Regions from separate parts of the Zea mays genome. Here all the other regions are linked to region 1. A link is a contact called in public Hi-C data. All regions are on one chromosome and are shown on one strand. The core of a region is the stretch at or near the end of the contact, and the rest is flanking DNA. Distances in the headings are between cores, read along the strand shown. Region 1 holds the start of LOC100147731 (O-methyltransferase BX7). Region 2 holds the start of LOC103652912 (probable WRKY transcription factor 24). Region 3 holds the start of LOC100272643. Region 4 holds the start of LOC100286018.

The links. A called contact is a pair of places that touch in the nucleus more often than the background predicts.
Region 2: a contact with region 1 is called in a Hi-C map of leaf, with 5 times the contacts expected there. The contact joins the promoter of LOC103652912 here to the promoter of LOC100147731 in region 1. A contact is called at or near these places in 3 of 25 Hi-C or Micro-C datasets (bundle sheath, endosperm and leaf).
Region 3: a Hi-C map of ear shows a contact between it and region 1, with 2.1 times the contacts expected there. The contact joins the promoter of LOC100272643 here to the promoter of LOC100147731 in region 1. A contact is called at or near these places in 2 of 25 Hi-C or Micro-C datasets (ear and leaf).
Region 4: a contact with region 1 is called in a Hi-C map of leaf, with 5 times the contacts expected there. The contact joins the promoter of LOC100286018 here to the promoter of LOC100147731 in region 1. A contact is called at or near these places in 10 of 25 Hi-C or Micro-C datasets (bundle sheath, ear, endosperm and 4 more) and 1 of 3 datasets of contacts at active chromatin or transcription factors (leaf).

What each region holds. Positions count from the first base shown.
Region 1 is chr4:19,925,866-19,931,214 of Zm-B73-REFERENCE-NAM-5.0, reverse strand. LOC100147731 (O-methyltransferase BX7) reads right to left here and starts at 2,470. Exons shown (of 2, transcript NM_001127247.2): 1 at 1,581-2,470; 2 at 952-1,482. The coding sequence starts at 2,444. The coding sequence ends at 1,171.
Region 2 is chr4:19,557,041-19,562,125 of Zm-B73-REFERENCE-NAM-5.0, reverse strand. It overlaps LOC103652912 (probable WRKY transcription factor 24), which reads left to right and starts at 2,893. Exons shown (of 2, transcript XM_008679904.4): 1 at 2,893-3,527. The coding sequence starts at 3,055.
Region 3 is chr4:20,378,940-20,384,171 of Zm-B73-REFERENCE-NAM-5.0, reverse strand. It overlaps LOC100272643, which reads left to right and starts at 3,123. Exons shown (of 7, transcript NM_001147102.1): 1 at 3,123-3,254; 2 at 3,368-3,616; 3 at 3,758-3,830; 4 at 5,143-5,232. The coding sequence starts at 3,188.
Region 4 is chr4:20,266,066-20,271,381 of Zm-B73-REFERENCE-NAM-5.0, reverse strand. LOC100286018 reads left to right here and starts at 1,680. Exons shown (of 12, transcript NM_001402555.1): 1 at 1,680-2,313; 2 at 2,739-3,265; 3 at 3,370-3,769; 4 at 3,841-3,885; 5 at 4,786-4,851. The coding sequence starts at 2,248. LOC103652917 (oligosaccharyltransferase complex subunit ostc) reads right to left here and starts at 1,051. Exons shown (of 1, transcript XM_008679910.4): 1 at 1-1,051. The coding sequence starts at 939. The coding sequence ends at 406.

The sequences.
Region 1 (5,349 bases), core at 1,221-3,720:
GAGAGCGATCCTTGCGAAGCAGATGAAATCAAATGAGAAGATAAAGCAGATGAAAGTAGATGAGCAGCCAAGAAAGGGGCTTACCTTGCGAAGCAGATGAAAGTAGATCGACAGATCGAGCTCGTCCACGGGCGCGGTGTCGTCACCACGGGTGGAGAGAGATGACGGCGGCGAGCCCGTGAGCACGGCGACTGCGAGTGAACCCGAGAGGCGAGAGCGAGTGAACCCGAGAGGCGAGAGCCGCGGCGGCGGCTGCGAGTGGCGAGAGAACCCGAGAGGAGAGTGGCGAGAGGAGAGAACCCTAGAGCCGCGGCGGCGACTGCGAGTGGTCTGAAGACGAGAGCGAGAGGAGAGTGGCGAGAGGAGAGAACCCTAGAGCCGCGCCGGCTGCGAGGGGTCTGAAGACGAGAGCAAGAGGAGTGGCGAGAGGAGAAAACCCTAGAGCCGCGGCGGCTGCGAGTAGCCAGGCTCACTTGCGAAGCAACTTTTCCGCGTTCGAAATGGGCCTGGTTGTGCGCTCGCTTGAGACAGGCTCGTGCGCTGGGCCACGAAACCAAACATTGAGACGTTGTTTCAAATGGGCCTGGTTGTGCCCTGGGTCAGGCAACCAAACATACCCATAGCAGTGTAAAATTTAGATCTCCTTGCTTGTCACCCTGACAAGAAACCAGACAGGGCACGAGCTGAACGCAGACAGGTTGGCCGCGCGCAGGCAGCTTTTTTTGTTGTTGTTTGCATGTGTTCGCAGGACAGGCTTTACTCAGGCATTGATTGGTTGGCTTGTGCGTCGTCCGTGAGCTGCATGCATCACCCGACCCGAGTCCCGAGGCGAGCAGCGAGCTAGCTACAAACAGATATCATTTATGTTTCCGTCCTCCGAGAGCCAAGCAAAATGTTTCAGCTGGAGTCACACTCACACATGACATGCACGCGGACGCGAGAGAGAGCTGCTGGAATGGAAGCATTCTTTTTGGTTCGTTTTCCATTGCATTATTACACACAGCTGGATACATGGGCTTGATGAAGCCCGGCCGGCCGTGATTTATTTTAGCCCGCCCACAGATGCAACTAGATACCGAAATAAAAAGGGTAAACAACATGATCGATCGATTTATTATGACACAAACACGTACAAACATGCATATATGATCGACTCTCGATCCATGATCATCACGGGAAGACCTCGATGATGGACGGGATGCCTCGGGTGTGCGTGATCTTGTAGTCACGGAACCCAGCCGCCAGGAAGATCCTCCTCCACTCGTGCTCCTCCCGCTCCGCCCCGTTCACGAAGCTCAGTATGTGGAGATCCAACACATACGTCTCCCTGCACGTCTTGTCGTCGTCGTCGTCGTCTGCCCGAGATCCGAGCACCGTGTCTATTATTATCACCTTCCCCCCTGCTTCCTTGCCACCGATCGCTTCCTTGCAGCGCTCCATTATCTTGATGCACTTGTCCTCATCCCAGTCGTGCAGGATCCACTGCAGCATCATATATATATATACAACTGTTTATCAGTATATATTATATGGAGTAATAGTATACACGATGATGTATACATACATACATACACACATACCTTGAGCATGAGTGCGTCAGCCGACGGGATGTGCTCGAACATGTCGCCGCCGTGGAAGGACAGGCCGGCGGTGCCGGCGGGAGCCTCGGCGACGACGTGGGGGAGGTCCATGACGGTGCACCTCTGGATGTGCGGGAAGGCGGCGACGACGGCGGCGGCGGCGGTGCCGCGGCCGCCGCCGACGTCGACGAGCGACTTGATGCCGTCGAACACGTGCGGGCACCGGCGGACCACGGCCTGCATCACGAGCCGGGTGTCGGCGTCCATGCTCTCGTAGAAGCTGGCCCTGTTGGCCGCGTCGTCCTCCACGCACGCCCACATCCCCTGCCGGTGCACCGTCTCGTACAGCGACACGGACGCCGCGCTCTCGTCCTTCATCCACTCGCCCATGCTGAACAGCAGGGAGATGGTGTTGGGGCGGACCAGGTGGGCGATGTTGGGGAGGATGCTCGGGGTAGTAGTGTTCTCCTTCGAGGCGCCGGCGCCGGCGGCGGCGGCGTCGACGCTGCTGCTGCTGCTGCTGACGAGCAGCCGGGACGCCGGGGTGAGCTGGTAAGAGATGGCGGCCGCGTCGTCGGCCTTGGCGGGGTCGTCGTGGCTGACCGCGAAGATGCGCATGGCTGTCAGCGTGCGCATGACCCGTCGGAGGTAGTCGTGGTTGGACGCCGGGATCTCGCTTGCGGCGAGCAGCTCGCCCAGGGTGGCGCTCCCGCCGCAGCGGTCGATGGTGTCGGGGATGCGCAGGTCCAGGGCGCACTTGAGCGCCATGGACTTGACGTAGCCCAGGGCATGGCACCACAGCTGCCGGTGGGCTGCAAGCAGCTCCTCGGTGTCGTCCGTGCCGTGCTGCGCCTGGTGCCCCATGGTTGTCTGAGTATTTGATTGATGACACTCTTCCCATATACATTCAGCATTATATATACACTAGCGTTAGCATAGCAGGGGTACGGTAGGTACGCCAGGAGCGGGAAAAAAGAATTTGCCGCGGTAAATATCGATCCAGGGATGAAACAGAATGGGTTGGTAAAGCATGCATGATGAAGAGCATCTTCTACAGGGGAGGACGGGAGGGAGGTGGCGATCTATTCGATCGGTCCAGGGGTTATTAATTTATTATATATATAATAATGTAATATGCTGAGCGGCCACTTGATCTAGTCCCGACAGCTTGCACATATGCTTGCATCACTGCATATTCAGTGTTGTCAGCTGAGTTCATCAATGATGTCAGCAGAAAAAGCTTCATGTGATAGATATTTTTTTTCCTCTTCTTCTATATATGAGGTGTGTTTATACGCTTGAATAAGAAGAGGTCATAAGCAAAGACGCTCTGAACCTTATCAAGACACGAGGGACTTAAGTCACGACTCGTTCGAGGCCAATCCTGTGTGGTAAACGTAGTCATAGATCGTTTGAGTCCAACCCAAAATAAGCCGCGCATTTCCGACTCGAACGAGGGTGTCTCGGGCGATGCTCTGCAAGGTGCCTGACTCGGCTAACCACTCCTATCACTTTATTTGCATGATAATATATAAAGGAAAGCTGGATTTTTTATTGTTGTCATGGAATATAATCCAGGGACACGATGACATATTTAATTTTTGGCGACGGTTGTGGCGGCGGTAACAGAATGTCAGTGGCGGCGCTGGGGTGGTACAGATACGGAGTTTGACGAGGAGACCAGAGATGTGGCTAACAGTAGACAGACATGAACGGGTACACTTGCGTTGAGTTATCAGAGTTAATGACTTTCTCGGGTCCATATGAACCCTTTATTATTATCTAATTAAAGTTGGACATTTTTTCAATACATCGTGTGGATGGCTCACTACCCTATATATACCACAGATGTGTTTTCTTGAGCCACATCTCTAAGGTCCCGTTTGTTTCCTTTCATTTTGAGGATTTGGAATTTTACTATTGGAATATGTTTTTTTAGAATGTGACATTCCACCACTTTTCAAAGTTACCATATAAGCCTATCTCAAATTCATGGGGTGAGAGATGAAAATTGATTATATAGATTTACATGCTATTTTTCCGATGTACAACTTATAGCACACTCTTCTACTTGCTTCGTTATAACATGAATGTAGTATATAACTATCTCTCATATGATTTAAGATAATATACAAATATATTACATATATAAATATATGAACTTAATTAGTTTTGTCTAAATTATAATTATTAAAATGAAATTCAATTCCAACGAGAAACAAACGGTACCTAATATATTTCTTCTAAGATAGGGTTTTAAGCCAATATATCAGAATATTACAAAAGCATCTACCCGTGTCTCTATTTTAATATTTCTTTTTCGTCTCGCTAATGATGTAGTAGTGTCTCTTTTTGTAAAATGAACATAAAATCCACGGACATGGGACGCTGAGTATTACCAGTTTCCGACGACCTGAACATTAGTGAGGACTAGTCGGTTACCCGTGCATTGCGACGGCTCACAACAATATCCACATAAACTATCCACCAAAAAGATCTCAAGATTTTTTATTGGTTGTCTCCACTCTTCGCATGATATTTTTTATGAACGCAAGACCCTCATCACTCGCCTCCCTCACTTCCAAGGTTTCGTAGAACAGGAGGGGAAGGGAAGAGGCGCGCATACCTGCTCGTTGCCGGAGAAGGACACAACGAAAATCTGAGCATCTGGAGGCGACATAGGTAGTATACTGCTAGATATATAGGGAGAGAGCACGCAAGCGAAGAAAGAAGCCCAGCCGGAGCAGCTCCAAACCAAGAGGCACCCCCACCAGGCGTCAGTCTGAGAAGGGCGAGAGAATGCGAGTGTCTTCCCAGCCCTGGACCCGCCGAAGTGACACAACACCACCACCAACTACATAGCATATGTCGACTGATGCTACGCTACGGGTCTTAGTTGTCCAATATCTCAGACTTGGACTCCTCATCACTAAGATAACCTAAGAGTGGCAGGCGCCACCATGTCCTCCTCGACGGCACGCACGGAGAAAGGCCAGAAGCATGACCGACTTGCCCCGTACCCGCGTCGATGAGCGTCGGTCGACTCGCGGCTGCGACCGTGAGCAGCAGGCTGGGGAGGAAGAACAGCGCGAAGGCCGGGAAGACGAACGGGACGTCCGACAATGGTGAAAACGATGGTACGAGCATGATGTGAAACGTCCTCGTGGACGTGCAATAGCCACTGCGCGATTCGATGTCGGGGCTGGTGTTGTACGAATACGGGGAGGAGACGCCTGCTCCTATGCCCTCTGCCGAGAATGGGGTGGCGCGGAGGTGGAGGCATGAGGGGAGAGAGAAAAGAAGTAGAATGAAGAACGTGGTGGTGGCAACTCAGGCGAGGACTATCATTATCGTGCGGAGGTATAGATGGCCAAATAGGCCGTGTCTGGCGAGTAGGCCCGAGGCACGACCCATTTAATAGTGCCTAGGCCAAACCAAGCACAAGCGTCATGCGGTGCTTGGGTCGTAGCCTCGGTCCGTAGTGCTGGCCCGGTCCGACACGATTATTTTTTATTTTACAAAAAAAATCATATATATATATATATATACATATGTACATTTTATATTCAATATTATAAACACTTGATTATGACGTTCTACTGGTTAGACAACTTCGTCAAGTGTCTTCCACCCTTCTTCCATCACAGGGTGTGGGTTCAAACCCCACCTCCTGCACCGCTTTTTAACATACCCGACCTGATGCACCGCTTTTTAATATTTTACACTGAGTTGATTTCGAAGAAATATAGTGACTTTTTGTAAAAAGATG
Region 2 (5,085 bases), core at 1,644-4,143, 370 kb after region 1:
CATCTTTAAGTCGGTTCAGCCCTTCATCTTAAGGTCTATCATTGTGCCAAAGCTCTCTAGCTAAGTAATAGCTTCGGCGCTTGCTCCTGAGAGTGTCTGCCGAAGGTGTTCTCCTTCTTTAGGATCTTCGGCTACGAAGCATACCCCCAATAGGCAACATCTGCATCGAGGATTTGTTAAGGGTGGGTGTTGCAGCTGGTGGCCGTGACCTGCCTCTCCCTAGCTGGCAAGATGGAGGAGACCCTCGTGACCTGACCTCCCTCCTGGACCTACAGACAAGGCAACTAGAACACTACTTGCCATACATACATGTCATTAGTGCTATATGTTTAGTCCCAATAATAATTATGACTCTCGTGAGTTCTTTCTTAATTAATCAAGGCTGATGAACATTGATTGATTATTGTTGATTGCACGTCATTGCAGGTTGACAACACTAACAGATACAACTGCTTCGAGCCTAGGACAGTCGTATTATGGAGATTATCAACCTGATGGCGCTCAACTGGCGGCCCGGTCGTATTCGATTGTTAATACATTCAATAAACAGACATCTGCAACTCTTACAAATTTGTACACTTAGTTTACCTTTTCTTTTTTGGTGGGGGACAATTTTGTTTAGAGTCTAGGGTATTTTTGCTTCAGTGCAATTCCCGGGAGATTTGAGCAATGCAAGTCCTTGAAATTTAAACATGCATCATTATTAAAGGTCTACCATGAGATATATGAAAACTGTTGCAACGCACGTGCACGACCCTAGTATATATTATGATATCCCTAACTATATGGCCCTGGCCGTGCTGGTAGGCTACCCAACGTAATCCATATCATATTTTAGTACTCTCTGTTCATAAATATATGACACATTTAACTTTTTTTTAAAAAAAAACTTTGACCACTCGTCTTATTTAAAAAATAATGAGTTATCATTTATTTTTTGATTTATTTTATCACTTAAGGTAGTTTGGGTTTGACTTAAAATTTTATATTTTTTAATAAATATTTTAAATAATATAAGTCGTCAAAGTTTTTTAAAAAAACTAACATTGTCATATATTTGTGAACGGAGGTAGTATTAATATAATAGAGTGCACCATATATATATATATATATATATATATATATATATATATATATATATATATATATATATATATATATATATATATATATATATATATATATATATATATATATATATATATATATATATAACAATGAGATGATGGTCAAAGTATAGGCGCTCGTGCGAATCGGGGACATGCTCACATGCATGCACACGGGCAAGCAAGCCACCACCACCGAGACCTAGAGAGGTTGCTGCCGGCTGCAGGCACTTTCCTACGCCCGCCACTGTTCCTCGTCCTCGTCCAACCAAATAAACCTCGCCCAGGCCAGGCGCGGCGCCCGCCGTCTGCATGGACCGCATGCAAAGCCCTCGACCTGCGTTATTACATTGGCTGTGCATAGCTAGCTCATCGCTAGCTAGACTAGCTCCGTGCCGTTCACGTCAACCAAACACGGAGAGAGGAAGGGAAGGCAAACTCTCCCAGCCTATACTGCCCATCTGATCTGTCTCTCTTTCCTGGTTAGCTACTAGTCTCTTCTTCTGGGACCTAGCTAGCTAGAACATGGATCTCTCTCGCTTAGAGCAAGTATATTAATTAAGAGGTCGTAAACAGGCTAAATGCTAAGGGCTTGTTCATTTCACCATTAATTCATGTAGATTGGATGATATTGAATCGGTTTAAATCCATAACAAGTCAAAATCCATCCAACTGGAATAACAGAACAAGCCCTAAAGTGGATAAGTGAGAATAGAAATAGAACAAGCCCTAAAGTGGATAAGTGAGAATAGAAATGGACTGTAAGTTTATTACAGCCGACTTAGACGCAAGAACCAAAAAAAAAATTATTGTGAGAGAGATAAGTAGATCATGCATTAATAATGAAGAGGTAACTAATATATGGATGGACTAAAGGCTTGTTGGATTACATGGGCTAAAATTTAGCAGGGTGTGCTAAAGCTTAGCCCTATCAAATGGAAAGATAAAATGTTAATAGGTGCTAAAGTTTAGCACTCCATTTTTATCACCTTTTAGCACTCTTCTTTGGATCTCCAAGTGCTAAAATTTAATCAAAATTATAGTACTAAAGTTTAGCACTATGGATCCAAACATACCCTAAGATGTTGGCTACAAAAATCTTTACATACAGCACAAGACGATATTATTAAACTTGCTCTTACACATATAGGGACGACAATTTAACTCGTAAACCCGAAAACCAACAGGTACCCGACATGATGGGTGAGGATACGGACAAAGATTTTGACCCACGGGTGCAACCCGTACCCGACCCGAAGTTGTACGGGTGTGGGTGCGAGTTTCTATTTCAACCCACGGGTGACCCATACGGCCGTACCCTACCCGAAATTTGGTTAATTCTTTATTTTGTGCAAAAATAATTAAGTTACAATAGTAATTATGTTGATTAAGTAACTGGCTAATAATTCATTATATGTTTTGTTGTTGCTCAACGTGAGAAGGCTTAAAATTCATAGATATAACTCAATTATTGCTGGTACTTAATTGTTTATAGCTGAATTGTTGTTCAAAAGTATACACCGAGTAAAACCTCACGGTTGTCCCGAAATCCGACGAGTTCGATGCGGGTTTGGAATTGCCCCACATGTGTAATCGCAGACGGGTTCAGGTAAACTTCACGGGTGGGATTGTGGGCAGGTATTTTCTTCACCCGGCCCATTGCCATCCCTATACACACAAGTCGCTCTCTCATGACGCATGCGTCTGATTTGTGTGGAATGTGTAGCACAGGATCGGAAGCCGCCATTACTAGTCTACGGGCCGGTCAAAGTGAAGGATTTGAGCCAGAAATAAAGTATGGCAGCACGTTAGCATTACCATTATACTAATTAACCCCTCTATATAACCCTGGTTGTAACTTGTAAAACTCTTTCAGCCTCCCCTCCCTCACAAGCTCTCCAGATTCCGCTCCCGGCCGCGCAACTAGCCAGCAGAGCGGCTCTGAGCCATGGAGAATTATCACATGCTCTTCGGACGGCCGTCCACGCAGCCGTCCTCTGCCGCCACCTCCAACTCCTACAACTTCATGCTGCCCACTGCCGGCAGCACCAGCGGCGGCGGCGGCGGCCTGCGCGATCACGATAGAGGCGGCGGCCAGCACAGCGGGCATGCCGGCGGCGTACCGTCGTCCTCTTCCTTCTTCGCGGAGCCGTCCAACACCTCCTCCAAGGACAGTGGCGCAGCAGCTAGCAGCCCTCCTCCAGCCGCAGGTATCGGCCGCGGGGAAGAACCCGCGGCGGGGACGCCACCAGCAGCAGCCGAGGTGGACGGCAGGCTGCAGGCGGGCAAGAGGAAGGGGGAGAAGAAGGAGCGCCGGCCTCGGTTCGCCTTCCAGACGCGCAGCCAGGTCGACATCCTCGACGACGGCTACCGGTGGCGGAAGTACGGCCAGAAGGCCGTCAAGAACAACAAGTTCCCAAGGTTCGTATACGGCCGTGCGCAATTCAGTACAGTCAAAATGTTTTTTCATGCATGGTTTTCAACGACGACTGCTATACTATGCTCGCCGATCCATTTCTGTGGCCGATCATATCGATCGATCGGCCTGCGGTTTTCATTTTTCCGATGCTAGCTGCTTGGGGATTATATTTATTATTTCGATTATTACTGGTCTAATCCGGTGCATGATTCGTTGTTGGTGTCATTAGTAGGGGTTCGGCCGCAGAAAGTAGGTGAGGTGATGGGACGGAGTCCCAGTGAATCTTCCAAGCTCTGCTAGTGGTTGCTTTGCCTGCACATAGGATAAGGACACATCTCCTCCCATCTTCATCTTCATCTTCTAGATGAAAACAACTCCTGGTTTCACATGTTTTCGCTGGGTGTGGGCGTCGATCATTCAATAAATAAATAGGGTCCGATGGCGATCGATTTTGACCGGGAGTTATTTCGTCCACCCACCGGTTTATTAACCGCAGCATATATTCTATTAATCTTTTGCTCTTTGGATATTTATCGATATTGCTTCTTCGTCAGCTGTAGGCTGTAGCTCGAGCTGATTCCTCCGTCGCTGTCTTTACATGCCTCGGAGAATACAAGTGGTTTTTTTCTCTCTCCATTTGACGGTCATAAAGTTCACAGTTTGAGCATGGCTGGAGGTGCTTCAACATTTTAAACACTTCAAAAAAAATTAGACTCAGTGAACTCCATGTAGAAAAAAAACAGCTAACAATACCGAGTAAAGAGAAATGGCCAAGAGTTTATTCATGCGGCCCTTAACAGATGGGATGCATGCTACTAACTGAGAGAACGACCATATTTACAGTTACCTCATGAACAAAATTTGATGTATGCGCATATAGTATTACACTTCTAAAATTGTTATTCATCACTTCTATTGGCTGTGGATTGAACATAGATAAGATTAAAACTGGCCATGCATTTAATGCAACTATGGAGACATGCATTTAGCATTTTTCACTGGTAAGACATAAGCCTGCTGTATTATGCCAAAGTAGCAATAATGATACGTCGTGGTATGAATTTGGGGGAAGGAAATATATATATACTGAAAATTCTAAAATTTGGCGTTCTTTTAATGAAACAATAAGGAAAATAACTATCACTGAGGTATTTATCTCTACACATAGGAACCCTCAGATCGAGTCTTTCTATTTCCATCTAGCTAAATTCCTATAGGAAGAATAGAAATACATTGGAACGGCATAATATCACACAGATCAATACTGATGATATACATTTTGTAAACAAAAATGTGATCCCTTTTCTTTACATATTTACAGAGTAATTAGGCATGACAATAACACATTTCCTGTAGCTTATTTCTACGTGCAACGACATAATGAAAACAAGACCAGTTAAGGAGTAGCAATTAAACAGTACATTATTTTTTCTATATATTGAACCTCACCACAACATGAAATTGCAGATATTATAAATTCTTCTTACTGAGAAATGAGTGCATGCTTATCCACCTATATAGGTTGACATACTTAATTAGTCAAGCAACAGTACAGAAGTT
Region 3 (5,232 bases), core at 1,874-4,373, 450 kb before region 1:
ATTCATCCCTGCAAAGTGAAGCTAGAAAGACAGTAGTAGCTTGTGCATTTTTATGTATTTGCTCATTTATGAAACGGGATTGTCAGTACTATCAAAATGCATTCTGTTTTCAACAATCTCACAGATACTAGGATGGAGAGAAAATAAATGACTAAGCATTTTATGACTCCAGAAAGAGTAGTCTTCTCCATCAAAGTGTGGAGGTTTCCCAAGTGGAATTGATAGCAAATGAGCATTTGAATTAAATGGAATATGGGAGTAATCAAATGAATTGTTTTGATTGACCGTTTTCCTTTTTGAAGAGTCGTCATTGTCGTCGTGTGGTGAAGAAGACGAGGCATCGCTGTCTTAGTAGATGATCTTCTTAATGCGCCTCTTCTTTTTCCCTTCTCTCTTCTTTTGACTCGAGCCTGAGTCAGTAGGCTTGTCCTCTCTTGGCTCGTTGAGGACAGACTCATTTTTCTTGTCGTTGGCCACCATCCCCTTTCCCTTAGGATCCATCTCTTCGGGCGGTTAGTCCCTTAGATGAAGAGTACGACTCTGATACCAATTGAGAGCACCTAGAGGGGGGGTGAATAGGTGATCCTGTAAAATCAAACACTAAATAGCCACAAAACTTAGTTAGCGCAACTAAGTAGTTTCGAAGCGAGTTCTTGTGGATAAAACAGTCACAGAGAAGGCAACACAAGAGACACGCGATTTTTATCCCGTGGTTTGGCCAAGTAACACTTGCCTACTTCCACGTTGTGGCGTCCCAATGGACGAGGGTTGCACTCAACCCCTTTCAAGTGATCCAACGATCAACTTGAATACCACAGCTTTCTTCCTTATAGCCTTTTTCCCGTTTGCGAGGAATCTCCACAATTTGGAGTCTCTCGCCCTTACAATTTGAGATCACAAAGAAAGCACAGAGTAAGGTTGGGAATAGCAACACACACAAGACCCAAATACACAGCACAACCACGCACACAAGTGAAGACTTGAGCTCAAATAACAACTCAGGGAGTGCACAACTCGAATGGAGCCCAAATCACTAACACAATGAAGCGAATGCGCGAGAGTGGAGTCTGGATGCTTGAGAATACTTAGAGAATGCTTGGGTAGCTCCTCCATACGCCTAGGGGTCCCTTTTATAGCCCCAAGGCAGCTAGGAGCCGTTGGAGGCAAACTTGGAAGGTCATCCTTGCCTTCTGTCGAGTGGTCCGGTGCGCCACCGGACAGCTACTGTAGCCTGTCCGGTGCTTGATTTCCTTCCAAATCGGGCACAGTCGACCGTTGCAGCTTCGGGCCCGTTGGCGCACCGGACACTGTCTGGTGCACACCGGACAGTCTGGTGCACACCGGACAGTCCGGTGCCCCTGCCGACCGTTGGCGTGACCACGTGTCGCGCGAAGATTGCACGACCGACCGTTGGCGCTGGCGACCGTTGGTTCACCGGACAGTCCGGTGATTTTTAGTCGTACGCCGCAGTCGATTCCCGAGAGCAGCACTTTTCATCGGAGACCAGCCTGGCGCATCGGACACTGTCTGGTGCACCACCGGACAGTCCGGTGCACCTGACCAGAGTTGTTGTTTGACTGAATAAAACCAATTACTAAGGGTGTGTTTGGCATGGCTCTGCTCCACCCCAGAGCAGCTCTACTCTAAAACTCTGGGTGGAGCAGCTCTGCTCCAGAGTTTAGATTGTTTCTCATAACCAGTGGCAATGGCGGGTAAATAACTCAAAACTCCATGACTAGGTTGCTTTTTTGGAGTTTTCAGAGCAGCAAAAGAGGTACTCCAAAAAATTGTACTGTAGCTCCAAAAACTCCATAGAGTTTACAACTCTGGAGTTAGAGTGTTTGGCATACTCTGGTCAGCTCCTCCTTGGAGTTTTGCTCTGGAGCCATGCCAAACAGGCCCTAAGTCTAGAAACATACCTTGTTATATGATTTGCACTTCTTATTTGTTTAGCACATAACAACTCACTCACTATGTGTTGAACACTTAATCACCAAAACATTATAGAAATGGTATAAGGACACATTTTCCTTTCAGCGGGTCAAAGCGGGCTCCAGCTGGCTCTAGCGATCTAGCTTCCTCCGATGAGCCACCCCCTTAGCCTCCCCTCGATGAGTCCTCCTCTTGTGCTGCTATCGCTTCTGGTCCGATGGACCGCGGCGGTCGACGTAGGGATCACGGAAGGAGGCCTAGTCCTTTGTTGCGCCTAGCTTGAGGTATTGCTGGGTTGTTCGCTATTTATCGCAGCCACGTCGTTGACACTGCATAGCAGCGTCGCAAGGCTCAAAAGCATAATGACAACTTGAGGTAGTTTGCAGCACACATGGGTTTAAACATGCCTCCTCGCTAATACAATACTCTAGTGCCTAACTATCCAGCTGATCTGAATGAATGGCATCAGCAGGAGTACGGTGTTCATTTCATTACTCCTGAAGATGAAAATGAAGTCTAGAAAAATATATTTTAGGGGGTGTTTGGTTAGAGGGACTAAAGATTAGTCTCTAGTTTTTAGTCCCATTTAGTCTCTTTTTTGCCAAACACTAGGACTAAAATATATACTAAAATGATTTAGTTTTTAGTCTTTCACATAGGTGCTAAAAGAGACTAAAAGCTCATAATTATCATGTTGCCCTTACTTTTTTTATGGATAACTAATATTATGAGTATATTCTAAGGACATTTAAGTCTTTGGACATTGTATTTAATGACTTTAGAATCTGTTTAGTGCCTAGAACCTAGAACCAAACATGTAGGAACTAAAGTTTAGGCCTAGGATTAATTGAAACCAAACATGGCCTTAGGACCGGGAGTACTATTTAAACCAAATGCTCAACTTTATTGTGTAATGTCGTCTTGCATTTAAACATATTCTCACGCTAGTTTGCTATTCACGCCCTTCTCTTTTCATTTTCGAACCGTTTCTGGCTCCGGCCTGACGGGCTTGCCGGTTCCTTTCTATTTTCCTAAAAAAAAAAGGAAATGGTAGAGGTACTTTCTGTCGGTTTTCCGTTCGTTTTGGTCCTGACAGTTCGCTTCCTTCGCAACGACTCCATCGCAAGCTGCTTCAGTATTTAACACCCACTCACCAGATGGCGCGCGGTGCACTTGTGCCCTTTTGCGCAGCGGAGTCTTTGGACTCGGTAATCCCGGCCCTGTCCTCCCCCGACCAAACACAGTCCCTGGATCCATGGGTGTCGAGGAGGAGCGCGACGGCGAGGAGCAACGCCGCCCCCTCCTCTCCTCCACCCCGCCAGGTAGATTCCGCTCCATTCGCCGCCACCGTCGTCAACACCGACGCGGGCGTTCAAATCATCTGCTCCCGATCCCATCCCGTCATCAGCTCATCTGTGGGACCTCATTTCTGCAGCCGCGGCGGACCCGCAGCAGCAACAGTACCAGTTCCTGGGCCGGAGCACCTCTTCAGTGCTGCGCGGCGGTGGCGGGGGCTGGGAAGGGCCTGAGGTGAGCGCCGACGAGGTCAGGTCCGCCGCTGGCTTCCACACGTTCCAGGGCCCACCTCCCAACGGCGACAACGCCTATGCTTACCCGCCGTCCATTCATAGCGCCATGCTCTCCCCGTCCCCATCTCATGCCCCACCGTCTCCCCATCCAAATGGTAATTTGCCGCCGTCGGTGCTCTGCTTCTCCCCCACCGGCCTCCACATAATCGTCCTTTTTCCCTTCCGATTTTTCACCAACTGAAGGAGTTGTTGTCTTGTTGAAACTGCTGGTGCTGGGTTGTGGGTTGCATCTGCAGAAGGGTTGGCGATTGTTCCTCAAGGGCCATATCCGTATGGTGGCAGTTACCAACCTTCTGAGAGCGTCGGGAGGTGAGTTTTTTTTTTCAGTCGAAATGCTAGTTCGTCATATGCTGTTTCTGCCTTTTAGTTGAAATATGTTCGTAGCTCAGAAGTGCCAAACTAAGCTATCATTGAGGATGCTTAACTTTTTCTCATTTTTCATAATGAGTATGATCACTCAACATATCAGTAATCCTATTATCCTTCAATTCATTTTTTGATGGTAGATGTCTGATGTAACTGGATTATCCATGAGCTCTGCAAATATGCCATTTTGTAAAATGATGATAAATGAGACATCATGTATGCTATTAGTATTGGCTGCAATGAAGACTTAAGTAGATAATCCTCTAGTAACAATGGAGGACACTTAACTCCTTCACTTGAAACATAGTACTACCTCCGTTCTCGAATATTGGTCGCCCGCTAGTTCATTTTTTAACTAAACCGCGACAAATAAAAAAGAACGGAAGGAGTACCTATTTTACATTTAACTCATTCCACCTAAAATAGCAATAGCAACCACCATTCGATTTTGATTAGATGCACCAGATCACTTGATTGCATGATTGATTGCACAAAATATTCTCTTTTAAGATAAACCGTAAGTGTATGATCTTTGATGAGCTACAAACTTCCATAGAGATGGAATATTCCTTGATTATCTAAATTTTATATGAAAATCATTTTTTTCATTCACAACTGCTTAGAGGACTCAGGAAAAGGTCTCTGACCGCACCTCAGTACACCTGTGAATTCCATAATGATTAGAAATCATGAAACATTTGAAACACTAGTAGTTCAGATGTTCTAGTTTTACGTCTCCTGTTAACATTCAGATAACCCATAAGTAACAAGCTAACACATTTATGTATAACTTGCACCAGGACTTAAATGACAGAAGCTAAAAGGTCAATTTGTTATATTTGAAAGAAATTTGGTAATAACTGACCTAAATTAACTGATAATAATCGAATTCGAGGACCAGACTTCTAGCAAATTCATGTATACAGCAAGTAGTGAATAGAGTAGGAATAATTGGGCATACAGTTGAAGGATGATGTCTTGATAAAAGAAGACTAAGGCTCCAGGGAACTCCCATTATCAGTTGGCTTGATGGAGTATCTTAAGGCCAAAACTGTTAAATGGTGTCAAGAACAGGAGTTACCCGTTTTGCACCAAGCTTAAATAGATTAAATACCATATTTTTCCCATTTGAAAACAAGTGCACTGTTGCTTCCCTGCGTATCATTTTCCCTCCCCTTCTGTCCTGTGATTCTGTCTTTTTGTTGGTATGACTGTTGTTCTATGCTGACAATGGAATGGTTCGATCTACTGATAGGGATGTACTGGATGAGGTGGAGATCCGACAGCTACTCATTGACCATATTGGACATCGATGCTGTTGGGGAAGTCACCCTGCCCGCACATG
Region 4 (5,316 bases), core at 431-2,930, 340 kb before region 1:
AATGGAGATACAGGGAATGTTACTTAATACTACCTCCGTTCTCAAATATTTGTCGCCCGCTAGTTCATTTTTGAACTAAAACACGAGAAATAAAAAAGAACGGAGGGAGTACAAAATGACAAATTATATTGATATAATCAACTACACCATGTTGATATAAATAGTGTGGTTCCACACAAGCCATGAAACTCAATACTAAGAACTTTGTCTACTACCATTGCATAATGATATCCTCGCCTAGCAACTCTGAGTAGATATTATACAGCACATGGTGCGATGTAACATTAATTGACATAACTAAAAGAGGAGTAAGCTAGTCCACGCTCCACAGCACGCAGATCTATTTAGATGTAGCGAGATCTTGCAACGGATCTGGTCTAGTTAACAGGCAAGATTTTATCAGCCTCACCAAAGGTAGCCGGGGATCTTGATGCGGAGGAAGAGCATGGCCATGGCGTAGGCGATGAGAACGGCGACTGCGCCGGCGCTTCCAAACGAGGCGCGGAGGCTCCGGGGCCTGGTGCGGTCGACCGCAAGGTCGAGGAGGATGATGCCAACGCCGCCAAGGACGAACATGAACCCGGAGGAGAGCCCCTCGATGATGTACTGGCCGTTGACGCGCCCTGGGAGGAAGACGACTGGGCGGACGGCGCCGGTGCCGGGGTCCTGGGCGCTGCCGATGCCGGGGGGCTCAACGATGACGTCGTAGACGAGGCCGGAGACGACCGCGAAGTAGGTGAGTAGGATGAGGGAGAAGACGGTCATGGGTGAGGGAAGCGCCAGGTTCGACGGCAGCCTCAGGCGGGTGCGCGGCGGCCGAAGGAAGGAGAATGGTAGCACGCGGAGGACGTGGAAGAGGGGATCCATGGAGTCGAAGTGGGCCTGCGTGGCCACCGGAGCGGCGGCGCTGCCGCCGGCGTGATCCGATCTAGGGGCCATCGCGCCTTAGAGTGGGGAAGGGAGAAAATACGGGGTACGCTTGGGTTTGGCCTTTTTTTTTAGTTATGGCACTTTAAGTGCAACGCAAAGCAATAGAAGATTACAATCATATCATATAATGATGCAAGTACATACAAAGTTTTTATAACAATTCTTCACACAAATTATGTATCCATATATTCAACCGAAGTTATAGTATTCAAGCATGTTTGAACTTTCTAGATATGAGTTAATTCTATATTAACGACCCTATACGAAGTTATAAAATAACATGACCCTATTCGACCACCACTCTTTCACGTGTCATGTCAGCCTTTCCTCATTTATCCTCGATATCCTCTGCTCTCGACTTTACCGTCAGTCAAGTCCGAGACCAGTACAGTCAAAGCTAGATTCAAAATCGAACTACTACCTAAATATGAACAACTATTAGAGACCAAACTAATTTTTACTTTAATAGCTATTTATCAACTTGCTAAACATGATTTTAACAATCTCCTTTTTAAGAACTATTGGAGTTTATACCTTATTCACTATCATGTATCATCCCTAACCCTTGATTTCACCAGTGCACTATCAACCCAACCGCAAAAGAGGGGCGGTAACCCTAGTTTTTTTTGGTGGGAGCAGCGGCCCGGCAGGATAAGACCGCGATCGTCATCGGCTCATCGCTCGTGCCGAGCCAGGCGCTGGGAGATGCGGATGATTGCTAGAGAAGGGGGTTTGTATCCGTCGGCCCAGACCGGGGAGCGACCCATGAAACTGATCAAACGTGGGCTGCATCCACGAGCCTGGCTCGGGGTCGGGCCGGAGAACCAATCAGCCCGTTAACTGCTCCAGCGAAGGCACACAGCCCGACAGCCGCCGCCGTTTCTTCATCTTCCTCGCAACGCCGACGCTGCAACTTCCGCTCCCTCCCCGACTCGCGCTCGGCACGCAGGCAGGCGACTGCGGTGGCGCTCAGGCTCGGGCTCTCAGCAACGGCGGGGCAGTCCCAGACTCAGCGGCTCCCTCTCTCCAATCGCCTTGCGCCCTCGCTCCGTTCCTCTGCTCACCGGCCGATTCTGCGTGCGCGCCTCCCGCTCCCCTATCGCCTCGGTCGAACGTCGACGGCGCCCGGCCCCGGCGGCTGCATTGCGCTGCTTGCGGCCGGCGGGTAGCGGGAGCCAGCAGGCTCTGCTCCCCCAAGGCGGCCGCGCCGCTTTGGTAGCGCTTATGCCCCAAACGAAGTGTTACCCATCCGCTTAGCGCTCAAGCGTGCGCTTAATGCGTTTTTTGGAACCCTGTTATTTGTAGTTCTTGGTCCAGATGTTAGTTGCAGAGGTGCTCAGAGCTGGAGCGTACATCTCTAGGTTTTCTCGGCGTGCATGCAAAGTATACACTACTAGCGGAATATATTGTGGTAGCATTTTGCATCTAAATGCTTTTGAGTTCTAACAAAATGCAGTTTCTTGCCTCAACAGAAGTTGTAGACTGTACTTTGTTGAACAAGTCGCACTAGGAACTTACTACATTCTTGCTCTATAGAAACTGTCAGGCTTGTGAGAGTTCTGTTATGTACCGCTTCTTTTCTAAAGAAAAATAGTAGAGTTTTAGAAAACATAATGAATACAGCTTCTTTTATTGAACTCTTAGAAGTACTCCAGCCATTGTAGTTTAATTTATCTGCATACAGTTGGTTGTATTGAACACTGGGACACCCTGAGGTCTTTGTTGTTCAATTATGATTATATTTCTGTATACTTTATTTTTAATGGTTAATCAAAATGCTAGCTTATATAATGCTCCCTCAAATGCAGGTTGCAATATTTTCCAGCATAGCTTGCTCACCTACTTCTCAATTTAGAAGACTTCAATTTCTGGATCTGAGCATCAAATCAAGACCATACCACTTTAGTCAGTCCTGTCTGATGGCACTGGCTGCAGCTCCAGCCAGTGGTGATTCACAGAGTGGTCCTCAGAGGAACTATCAGGTTGTTGTGGCTGCCACTCGTGACATGGGCATTGGCAAGGGTGGGGTCATGCCATGGAAGCTTCTTGGTGATCTTAAATTCTTCAAAGAACTTACACTAACTACAACTGATCCTGCCAAAAAGAATGCAGTTATAATGGGAAGGAAAACATGGGAGAGCATTCCTGTTAAGTCAAGGCCACTGCCTGGTCGTTTGAATGTCATACTTACTCGATCTGGTAGTTTTGATTTTGCAACAGTAGAGAATGTTGTTATATGTGGAAGTATGAAGTCTGCCTTAGAGCTGCTAGCATCAACTCCATACTGCTTATCAATTGAGAAAGTTTTTGTCATAGGAGGTGGGCAGGTACTGAGGTGAGTTATTAGTACCTTTTGAAACAACATATTATACATGTATGCTGTTGCTGCACGTAACTGTGTCGCAATGCTATTCACCCTTCTGCAATATTTTTATGTAGAGAATATTTGAATGGACCTGCATGTGAGGCTATCCATCTGACTGATATTCAGTCAAGCATTGAGTGTGATACTTTCATCCCTCCAGTTGACTTTTCAGTGTTCCAGCCATGGTATTCATCTTTCCCAGTGGTAGAGAGCAACATTAGGCATTCTTTTGTGACTTTTGTTCGTGTTAGAAAGTCAGTGGCAGAAACTCATGAGTCAAATGGCAAGGAATCAACTGAGATTGATACCAAGAATGACAAATTTGAAATAGAGAATTTCTCTTTTCTCCCCAAGATAGTATATGACCGCCATGAGGAGTATCAATATCTCAATCTTGTTGAAGATATTATAAGGTTCGGTGCTCAGAAAAATGACAGGACAGGAACTGGAACATTGTCAAAATTTGGGTGTCAGGTATTTCTCCTTAACTTTGAGTATTGAATTTGATCAACCAGGAAAAATAATGTCATTCATTTTCTTATTAGATGCGATTCAACTTAAGGAAAAATTTTCCTCTGCTGACAACAAAGGTATGTAAACATATATTCTTGTAGCTTTCAGATTTAACGGTGTGTCAAAACTTGCAGTAGTATTGTGCAAATTGTTTAGTTTTTTATTATGATATGTGAGAAGAAACAAGGAGAAATCAGTGTTTACTAAGTTGTATGTATTTAATGCTTTGCGCGCTTGTTAATTTTCAAATGCATGTTTATTTGGTTTGTACTGTCCTTTTATTTCCTTTTGTTACTGTATTTGCAAGCAAGTTGATGCTGGTTAATTTTCTTCTTTTATGACCCCTCACCCCCATACTCTCTTTTCTGTATTCTCAGATTTTGTTGAATCATCTACTATAGTTTAGTTATTATTTATATGTGATAGTTATACACTTGTTGATATGTTATTAAGTTAGGGCCTGTTTGGATCCCAGGAACTAAAAGAAAAGTGGCTAAAGTTTAGTCACTTTAGGAGCTGAAGATCCAAACAGAAGAGCTAAAAGTGACTAAAATGGTAAAATAGTAACCTTTTAGTCACTTTAAGCTTCTAAAGAAAAGCTAAACTTTAGTCAGTTTGCTTTAGCTTGTGGATCCAAACAGGCCTTTAGACATATTGTGCGAGACCATGAGCACATTTGATCCTACAGTTTATTATGTAAATAGAGCTCTTCCTCACAGATGATTTTATGATAACACATGTAGATCCAGTGCCAACATTCTTTTTAATCATTATAACACTCTGTAACTCTTTTTTTTTGTATGTACCTGTTTACCTGTAAAACATTTCCCTCAGCATCTGAATAGGAAGCCTTATGGCTACCATATGTTTAATATCAGGAGTCCAAACTCAAAAAGAAAGTTTGAAGAATTATGGTACCATATATTTAGGTAGCACTTCTTGACTAATGCAATACAATAACATGTGCTCTTTAACAGAGGGTGTTTTGGCGTGGTGTTGTCGAAGAACTCCTTTGGTTCATCAGTGGCTCAACAAATGCAAAGGTGTGCAGGATTAATATGGCTCTAGTGCTATCTTTAGCCAATGTTTTGATTTGTTGTAGGCTTGTAGCTGTTTTCCTTAATCTGTATTCGCAACCCACATGCCATTATACTTGTGGCACTTTATTCGAGTTTTGTGAAATCTACTAATCTTTTTTTGCAACATGCTGCGTTGATACCTGCATTTGTTTTAAAAAATGTTTCATCTGTTGCTACTTTGTTTCACTTGCAAACAGAAGTCCTTTTAGTTTTTTCAGCTTTCCATGAAATCATTTCTTGGACTGGGTACTTTCTTCTCTTCTTCCTTTTACATCCTTGCCTATTTCGATCACTAAATGTGTTCTCTCTCTTCTTTTCATGTCATATATATGAACCAAACTCATTAATAGTGTAATACCAAGCTGTTAGTTTTTTTGTGCACTATTTGCTTTATCGTATCAGTTGTTATTAGGTTGGATCACGATCTAA